3 separate regions of the Sus scrofa genome follow, and all the other regions are linked to region 1. A link is a contact called in public HiChIP or PLAC-seq data. All regions are on one chromosome and are shown on one strand. The core of a region is the stretch at or near the end of the contact, and the rest is flanking DNA. Distances in the headings are between cores, read along the strand shown. Region 1 has its middle 460 kb from the start of FAM49B. Region 2 has its middle 660 kb from the start of MYC. Region 3 overlaps LOC110260221 (a long non-coding RNA gene).

Region 1 (2,994 bases), core at 142-2,641:
CAAGAATTCTTGAAGGCAGAAGCAACTAAAACTTCTGCAGCTCTTTAATAAAGGCTCCCTGGAAGCTGTGACAGAATTCCACAGACATATAAAGCCCTGTCTTGCCAGGACCTGAGATACTGGTCATTTTCTTAGGCTAGAGTAGGCATCACTGCCTAGAGCTGAGGATTCTTACCGTCTCCCCCTACATCTGCATACTTAATTAAAGCTATCACATCTCTGTTTTTTATGGCTCCGGCTGTGGCATATGGAAGTTCCTGGGCCAGGGGTTGAATCTGAGTCGCATCCGTGAACCTACACCACAGCCACAGCAATGCCAGATCCTTAATCTACCGAGCGAGGCCAGGACTCAAACCGGTATCTTCATAGAAACAACATCAGGCCCTTCACCCACCAAGCCACAAGGGGAAAGCCACCTCACCCTTGATTTTTCAATCTTTTCTTTCCCTAGTTAAACAGGGAGGGGAAAGTGGTCGAGACATTGGCATGACATAACTTAGCAACCCTGGGCTTCTAAAAAAGCTACGCTACTTTGATAAGATGATTTAACGTCTCCGGGTCTCTGCGTCATCATTTATAAAGGGGAAATAATAACACTCACTACGCAGACTGTAGGATCATTGTGAGAATTAGATGAGAAAATACACATGAAGTCACTCAACAGTGCCTATGAAGAAAGGCTGGCTTCATCCCCACCTTCCCCTCCTCTGAAGTACCATTTCCCTTGATCAGAAAACACTGGTGGGAGCCGGGAGATGACAAACCCACACCCATCGTCTCCCTGGAAAAGAAGAGATTCATCCTGACCGGCTGGCATTCCAGAAGTCTCCCAACCTTCTGAAGATTCCATGTGCACTGGATGAAACTGGATTTCCAACAAACTATTCCCTGCCAGGGCATCGCCCAGCCAGAGGCTCTGACTCCCATTCAAAATTGAGCTGAGTTTGCCATCTAGAGGACATCCTTGGACAGGCAGTCACCAACACCCACCGGAGCGCCTAGAACAGAGATGAAGTTCATTCCTTCCCTAACCTGCACTGAGCATCTGCTCTGAACCCTGCACCACGGGTACGGGGCACACACAGTGCAGCCCCTGCCCTCAGCGAGCTCACAGTGCAGCGGGGCGTTCACATTCTAGATCGATTGCAGTGTCCAAAGGAAGACCTGCTTTCTGGCAGAAGGAGGAATGGAACCATACCCTTGGACCATACAGAATGGAACTGCCCACTAGTAAACCGCAGCCAGGAAGCAGAGTGGCTGAGCTGAGTCTTGCACTTAGGATGTGAGTTTCAGTCTCTGGACACTCCATCACAGCTGTGTTGGACATCAGAGGGCCCCACCCTCCTCATTGTACAGCCAAAGGGAGAAGCAGTTGAAGCCACTCTAATAATGCACGTGTTCCTTCTAGGACACCGAGGGACTAGCCTATGCCCTCCCAGGGTAGTGTAGCAGAAAGGCTGTGTACGGAGGTTTCTGGGCTAAGTGTCCTTCAAGGGCAGGTATGCAGAAGCCAGTTGTTTTTAGATCTCGTTAAGGTCTTCCCTTGCCAATGACAGACTAAATGAGGAACCTTGGCCTCTGGCCTAGATTCACACATCTTTCTCACCCTATAAATCTGGTCCATTTGGAGAAAGTCTCTCTGACTTTCGCAGGCGTTCCTCCGGGTGCCAGGAATGTCTCTCCATTTGGAATTGTGCTTATGGTCCAGCAATCCCTCAGCCTATGAAGGTGGCAATGTGGCTACATACAATTCAGGACATTTAAACTGGAGAGGAAATCTCTTTTCCAGAAGCGAGAATGTGCTCCAGGATACTAAATATTGCACCAACATTACATCCTTTTCAGACCTATCTCACAGCTCTTTATTGCATTTGCAGTTTTAGTTCACGCACACAGATTAAAGAAACATGCACCCTGTTCCTACTATGTGCGAGTACAGGGCTAAGCAAAGCACTGAGGATGCAGTGATGACCGCGGCAGTCACCAACACTGCCCTCATGGGGCTTGCAAGTCATTATCCAGATAATGATGTCAAGTTTTTTGTTTGTTTGCTTTTTTTAGGGCTGCATCCATGGTATATGGAGGTTCCCAGGCTAGGGGTCAAAACAGAGCTACAGCTGCTGGCCTACACCACGGCCACAGCAACGCCAGATCCAAGCCGTGTCTGTGACCTACACCACAGCTCACAGCAACATCAGATCCTTAATCCACTGAGTAAGGCCAGGGATCGAACCCACATCCTCATGGATCTTAGTTGGGTTTGTTAACCGCTGAGCCACAAAAGCAACTCCATACATCCATAAAGTTTTTAATTTGAAGTGCACGAGACTCTCAACATAGTTATTGATGATTGGTGAAAATTGTAGCTACATGTTTCCATTCAAGTATAGCTTTGTGAGTCATTTATCATTTATTATACAAGCGATCTGTCAGACATGGGGCTGGATGCCATTTAGAGCAGGAGAGGAGCATTTACATAAAGAATCATAACGTGGTTGAGGGTTCTTGGAGAGGATCATGCCTAGTTCTAGCAGGAATAATCAGAATAACGAAAACAGAGGAATAACAGGGCTCATCTTTGCTGAATAATTAAATTGAAATTCAGCTGGAGCCAAATTAACCTGAAATCCAACCATGATTGTTGGAAATAGCCACCTCCAGGGAGCCCTCTGTCCCAGGAATGGGGGCAGGTGAGGGGTATGGAGACAGACTGCACCACAAATGATCAGACACTTGCCAGAGCATACCCATTTTCTATATGTGTAAATATGGAATACTGAGAAATAATTCTTGGTACTCCCCAACTTCGTTTTCAATGAACCTAGTTTTGGATAAATAGCCATGGTACCTCCTAGTTGCATCAGGACCTTCCAAGTCCAATGAACCCAGTTTTGGATAAATAGCCATGATACCTCCTAGCTGCATCAGGACCTTCCAAGCCCATCACCTGGAGCATCTTTACTCGCTCTTCAAAGCTTGGGTCATATCACACTT
Region 2 (2,994 bases), core at 314-2,813, 870 kb before region 1:
GATACAGTAAATAGAATGTTTCTTTCTTTGAGTTCCATGAGCTGCTTTAGCAACTTAGTGGAACCCAAGGAGGGCGTGGTGGGAACCTGTGATTTACAGGCTGTTGGTCAAAAGCACAGATGACAACCTAGGTTTGAGATTGGAATATGTATTCGGGGTTGGGGGAGCAGCCTTGTAGAACTGAATGCTTAATCTGTGGAATCTGCCACTGTCTCTAGGCACAGTGTCAGAACTGAGTTGAACTGTAGGCACCTATTTAGGGTTGGAGAGTTGCTTGGCTGTTTGGGGACCCCTCCCCACTGACACTTCTTACCTCCCCAGCCAATTGTCATAATAACAAAAAACAGGCAAGTGAGAGAGGCTCCCCAAAGCCCAGGAGGGTTCTGGGGGAAAGGAAGAAGAATCAGTGGAAGGAAAAATATGTGGGGTGATGTTTTATTCACTTATCCCCAGTGGAAACCCTCATAGGCTAGACCCTGGTACAGCAAGACAGATTTGGCCCTGAGATATCTGTCACCACAATAAAAAAGGTGTCTTCAGTCTTGTCAAAACTTGGGCTTGGGCCAATGAAGTCTGTGCATCTGGGTGGACAAAACGTAATTGTAGCTTACTGAGAAGTTAGCCAAAGACACTGGAAATGAAACCCGATTGGGAGGAAGGAAGGAAGAGAACATTTAAGTAATTACCAAGCTCCCAGTCAAGACGGCACAGAGGCTTAAACTCACAAAGCAACAAACCCAGATCCTCAACTCTCTAGTTCTATAACCTGGCAGTGTTTTTAATCTTTCAGTGCATTATAAAGTTTTTATGAGAATTAAATTAGGTCAATCAAATAAAGTTCCTTGAACACTCCCTTGTATGTGGTAGCCTGGATAAGTTTTACCTCTCAGTATGGTGTGGGGGGGTATGAGGTGGGGGCAGGGAGCTCATGTTGTTGGGGGGGCGGGGGGAGTTCAATTCCTTGGTGACCAGGGGTATTACTGATATTTAGATCTCAGCTTCCAGAAATGTTTAGCATTTTATAATGTATGTAACACACTTGTGCAAGAGGGGACTTTCCCCACCCCGAATGTCAAGAGCACTCTTGTTGGGAAACACAGAGCTAGGACTATAATGTGGGTTGCATAATTTTTAATCATTACCCAATAGTGTAAGGTCAGTTATTATCACCCCTAATTCATACACATGAGGTAACTAAGATTTTCAGTAATTTGCTCAAGGTCAAAAAGCTATTAAGCAGAATGACTTGGTTTTGAAGTCACAGATTTCTGCTGCCAAAATTAAGGTGATTTTTGCTCCACTCTACTTTCTTGATTACAGGGATCCAGATGTTGGTGTTTGAGCCCTTCAGAAAAATGGAAAATTGGGGGCGAATCAAAGTATTCCTATCATAATTTAAATAGGAATATCCTAACTGGGTGGGGAAAAAATAGCTAATTCACAGGGCAATTGTGGAGGTTCAGCAGCTCTAGCCAAGTGAGAAGCTGCTCATTAGCTAGGAGGGAGCTTGTCTTACTAATAATCAGTCTCTCCCACATCAAGAGCCGCTACTATCACAGATGGTGTGGACAAACCAGGGAGGTGCCCTGGGCATCCACAGTGGCAGCCAGAAAACATCATGCTTCCCACATAGGTGTTCCGGAAGCTGAGCTAATGCGTAGCGGGTATCTAGTAATTAAATGAAGGGTCAGACACATCAGCATGATAGGATTGAGGATACTAGAGGAAAGTAAATCATGTCTCAAATTCTAAAAAAAAAAAAAAAAAAAAAAAAAATCTGCAATGTAACCTCCAAAGGATTCCAACCTCTGCTTCCCAGTGTCTGTAAAATCCTTTGGACGAGGTTTAATGCATTACCCAATATCAGATTCAGTCTACATCTACACTTGTTTATTCATTTCACAACTATTTCTCGACTCCATTCAAGGACAAGCCACTGTGCTAAGAACTGTGGATACAAAGATGAATATAACATATTATTGTCCTGAAGTTTATGATTTAATGAGGGGTGTGATAAGACACAATTACTATCCCTTGTGAGAAGAATGATAATACAAGGATTTACAAGGTGCAAAGGTAGCACAAAAGCCAGAGAGGCTGAGTCTCATCGGGAGAGTCCAATCAGGGATCCCTCTCTTAGTGTTGGTTTGGGCTTTCATCGGGTCCACACTGAGAAGGCACTTCCCAGGAAGAAAGGGGAGCAGGTGCAACAGTAAGACACCCAGGTAAGTACCAGCTCCAAGGAGTTTGGCAAGGTGTGCACAAGGGCAGGAGGGGAAAATGGAGGAATATAAGGCTGGGGAGCAGGGAGGGGCAAGACCAGGAAAGGAATTTGCTGAAAAATATGCCTTTTATGTGGCACTTAACAGGGAACCAGCAGCAGTGGAGGAATACAACAAAATAAAAATTGAAAGTGGATGCACTTAGTATTCAGTAGAGAAAAAAAAGTATCAAGATCTGCCTTTTCTCCCATGACCTCCTTGTCAATATTTGATGAGACACCAAGTCTACAGTCTGTCCCGTGGGGCTATAGTTCACATTTCTTTCTTGGGATCCATTCTATGGTTCCCTAATTCGGAAGCCCATCCTTTTTAATTTTCAGCACCATGATGACCTTACAATTACTGTCTCCATCTTTTAATCTTTCCTGCACTTACAGAGTTTTCTAAAATCAGAAACACCAGGGAATATGTACAAAATATGAGAGGAGCTCGGTATCTATTCCTTAGGGAACACTAAAAAGTGGCAATTAAAACTCACATAAGAGTTTATAATTTGCAAAGCATTTTCTCATAGCCTTTACATTTTGTAGCTAGCCAATGCTGCTTTCATCAAGGACTAAATTGGTGAGAAATACAACGAACGGATATGATAAGGGTACAAAGCAAAGAGTAAAGACCCAGAAGGCAGCACCAAGGGGCAAGAAGAAGTTGAACGTGGGTACAGAAGTGTGTTTCTGAAATGGAGTTTAATAAAACTTTTGAAATGGAAGAA
Region 3 (2,994 bases), core at 225-2,724, 550 kb before region 1:
CGCTGGTCCAGTTCAGAGTCAACTTTGGAATCATCAAACAAGTGTAAAATGGTCCTCTGGGGAGGACATGCCCCCTTAACCTTCCCTGTGACAAATCCTATGGCTCTGGCTGCCAGGCTGCTGGCCGTGACAAGCCCAGCTGTCCACATCATCAAGTCCTCAGGATCATGCTGAGCTTTCAGCATCACCTGTGAGTGAATATAAGCAAAGCACTTAATTTCTAATCTCTAGCATCACAAAGACGTGGCTTCAGGAGTTCCTGCTGTGGCTCGGTGGGTTAAAAACCCAACTAGTATCCATGAGGATGCAGGGTTGATCCCTGGCCTTGCTCAGTGGGGGTAAGAATCCAATGTTGCCATCAGCCGTGGAATATGTCTCAGACGCAGCTCTGATCTGGCATGGCTGTGGCTGTGGCTTAGGCCAGCCTTTGTAGCTCGGATTCAACATCTAGCCTGGTGTGGCCCTAAAAAGAAAAAAGATGTAGGATCACATATTGATCAATGACCTTGGATACATTACCAAATTTTTCAAAGTAACTGCTTTCACATGGGTAAACACACACACTGCATAACATAGTGTCTGGCACCTAGTGGAGCTCCCTGGTTATAAACAAGGGTGATAATCACAGTAGTATATTCTTAGGCTCTGTTACTCGTGGAACTCCTGAGCTTAAGGGTTAGATCGCTGAGGGGTTGAATCCCATGTCTGCTCTTCTGCTCCTGGTGCCTTCTAGGCAGATACTTTGTTTCCTTGCTGAAAAGTAGGGTCATCATAGCTACTTAGGAGGAGGGATGTTTGGAGGATTGGAACTATTTCCGGGAAAGCCAGCATGTTGCCTAGCACCTAATAGATACGTCATACACAGGATCACTGTTGTGACACCCCCGACTGTTCTTGGGTACCAAAGGAAGTTGACCCAAATGACCTCTGACCTCTATAGTGAGTGCATGACACCACTGTCAGTAATCGGGGAGAGTTCAGAAAGACTCGGCCAGTGTGACAGATGCTGGTCATCAGGCCTTATCATCGCAGGGGCCAGTCCACAGGGCGATCCTCATTCTCAACCCACGCACATTCCTTTCCTTGGCTTCTCCCCCAGGAACCTGCGAAGCATATGCTGGCAGCTGCTGGGAGGGATGGTCACTGACTTTTACATAAGTGCACTAATGCAACGCATTATGAACTCACCAGGGCAGAACTGCTCAGCCTTTGAGCCCTGAGTCCATTTGTGTGGCGAATGGGGACATGTTCAGCCCCATCAGTGCTTCAGGGAGTAAGATGCACATCCAGGCACAGGAAGTGAGACCCCCCCCCTCTTGTGACGAGATGCTGGCTGTATAGGGCAGGACTCACCATTAATCGTCACACCCCACCCATACTTGGCATCTGTGGGATGTTTTAAATTATGGAGGGGAAAGGGATGGAGCTAAACGCATTTATGTTATGTAACTTTTTTCTTTTTCTTTCCAAAAGGATTAGCTGTACTAGGGACACACAGCTGTTCTTTCCACCAGTCTCTTCAGAGCAAGCTGCAGACAATGGTTCAGAACAGAAAGTTTAAGACCAAATTCCACATTCCTCTTTTGCTGGCTGCAAAATCACTCTGAAAATTCCTGCACTGAGCAGGAAATGTGTTCCACTGAAGAGAGGGGAACTTGGTCAGGTCTAATTGACAGGCGTCCCTCTCCTTGCCTCTAATCAGGTCGTCCTCTCACCCGCTCCTCTGTGGATAATCTATATTTTCTTTCCTCTCAGTGTCCTTGTGAGAACATCTGCTTTCTTCTTTTTCACGTTTTGCTTTCCCAAAAATGGCTTTGCCGTGATGCTACAATTTTAAGTTTCAGGGCCTGTTGCGTACACAGGCCACTTCAGTGCCCTATAATTACTATTGCATTTGCAGTTTTCTACTCATTTTCTTAAATTAAGTTTTTGATCTCCTAAAACCTGGATTGCCTCTCGGTAGCAGCATTTCAGTGCTGGGTTTTTTTGTTTTGTTTTGTTTTGTTTTTTTTGGAGGGGGGTGGGGGATCATAGCATTCCCATTCTAAACCCACATGCCTTGGGGATTGACCAATCCCAATTCCAGTGGTGGAAGCAGATCCTGATCTACGTAATCAGTTTATTTCATTTTTTTTTTTTTTTGGCCATACCTATTTGCATGTGCAAGTCCCGGGATCCAAAGACCAAACTCATGCCATATTTCCTCTTTTGAACACAAAAGATTGTTTCCGGACTTGGCAAACGGCCCGTCAGTCCAGTGGTACTCAAATATGGGATTTCCACTGGAACAAATTGGGGAGAAAATACATGTTTTTTTTTTCACTGAGCTTCCTGAAAAGAAAGGCTCTAAGTCTTATAGCTATTGGGAACCTCCTCATCATCAAAAGAGAAATGCTCTCCTAAGACTGAAGGTAAACAGTCAGGATGTGCATGTTGCATCCTAAATGCAGTCTTCTTCCCTAAGCAATTGCTTGGTGCTAATAATTGCTGAGTATGTCCTGGGCAAAGAAGTTTCATGAGTGAGCAAAATGAATAATATTTCTGTCCTCATTTGCTGATGTCCTAAGGGAATGAGATAAAAGAAAATTATATATAGATGCGGGTAACGCTCAGCATTACAAAGATAGATAGCGCAAAATCAAGGAGATAGAGAATGATGGGGAAAGACTCTCATTTTTTTTTATTTTTTTATTTTTTGGTGCTTAGGAAAAGTCTGTGATGCCATGATAGTAGAGTAAGATCTGAACAAAGCATAGGAATGAACCATTTGGACATGGGGGGGAAGTGCGATGTCACCTGGAATACACAAGCCCAAAAGTCCCCATGCAGGAGTGTTAGCACAGTGTGCAGTGCAGGAGGGCCTCTGGTGCAGAGGGAGGATGGAGGAAAGGAGAAAAGAGGGAACACCAGGGCTAGAGTGTAACAGGGAGTCTTGTTGGCCTTGGTAAGAATAATGGAGCTGATTCTAATTGTGCTGGAAAGCTATTGGGAGTT

Evidence for each region. HiChIP or PLAC-seq counts read pairs in DNA pulled down with a chosen protein or histone mark.
Region 2: an H3K27ac HiChIP or PLAC-seq map of alveolar macrophages shows a contact between it and region 1. The contact joins two enhancer-like sites. A contact is called at or near these places in 1 of 47 Hi-C or Micro-C datasets (embryonic fibroblasts) and 1 of 2 datasets of contacts at active chromatin or transcription factors (alveolar macrophages).
Region 3: a contact with region 1 is called in an H3K27ac HiChIP or PLAC-seq map of skeletal muscle, with 6 times the contacts expected there. The contact joins two enhancer-like sites. A contact is called at or near these places in 1 of 47 Hi-C or Micro-C datasets (fetal skeletal muscle) and 1 of 2 datasets of contacts at active chromatin or transcription factors (skeletal muscle).

Annotation. Positions count from the first base shown.
Region 1 is chr4:10,933,953-10,936,946 of Sscrofa11.1, reverse strand. No RefSeq gene overlaps it. Among named protein-coding and RNA genes, the nearest start is that of FAM49B, 460 kb to the right of the region's middle. Within about 2 kb of position 1,391, at least 11 of the 83 cell types and tissues checked have an H3K27ac peak or open chromatin away from gene starts, as enhancers often do. A contact at or near this core is called in alveolar macrophages and skeletal muscle, where this site is marked.
Region 2 is chr4:11,799,655-11,802,648 of Sscrofa11.1, reverse strand. No RefSeq gene overlaps it. Among named protein-coding and RNA genes, the nearest start is that of MYC, 660 kb to the left of the region's middle. Within about 2 kb of position 1,563, at least 9 of the 83 cell types and tissues checked have an H3K27ac peak or open chromatin away from gene starts, as enhancers often do. A contact at or near this core is called in alveolar macrophages, where this site is marked.
Region 3 is chr4:11,485,466-11,488,459 of Sscrofa11.1, reverse strand. The region is part of intron 2 of LOC110260221 (a long non-coding RNA gene); the gene reads left to right. Among named protein-coding and RNA genes, the nearest start is that of MYC, 970 kb to the left of the region's middle. Within about 2 kb of position 1,474, at least 5 of the 83 cell types and tissues checked have an H3K27ac peak or open chromatin away from gene starts, as enhancers often do. A contact at or near this core is called in skeletal muscle, where this site is marked.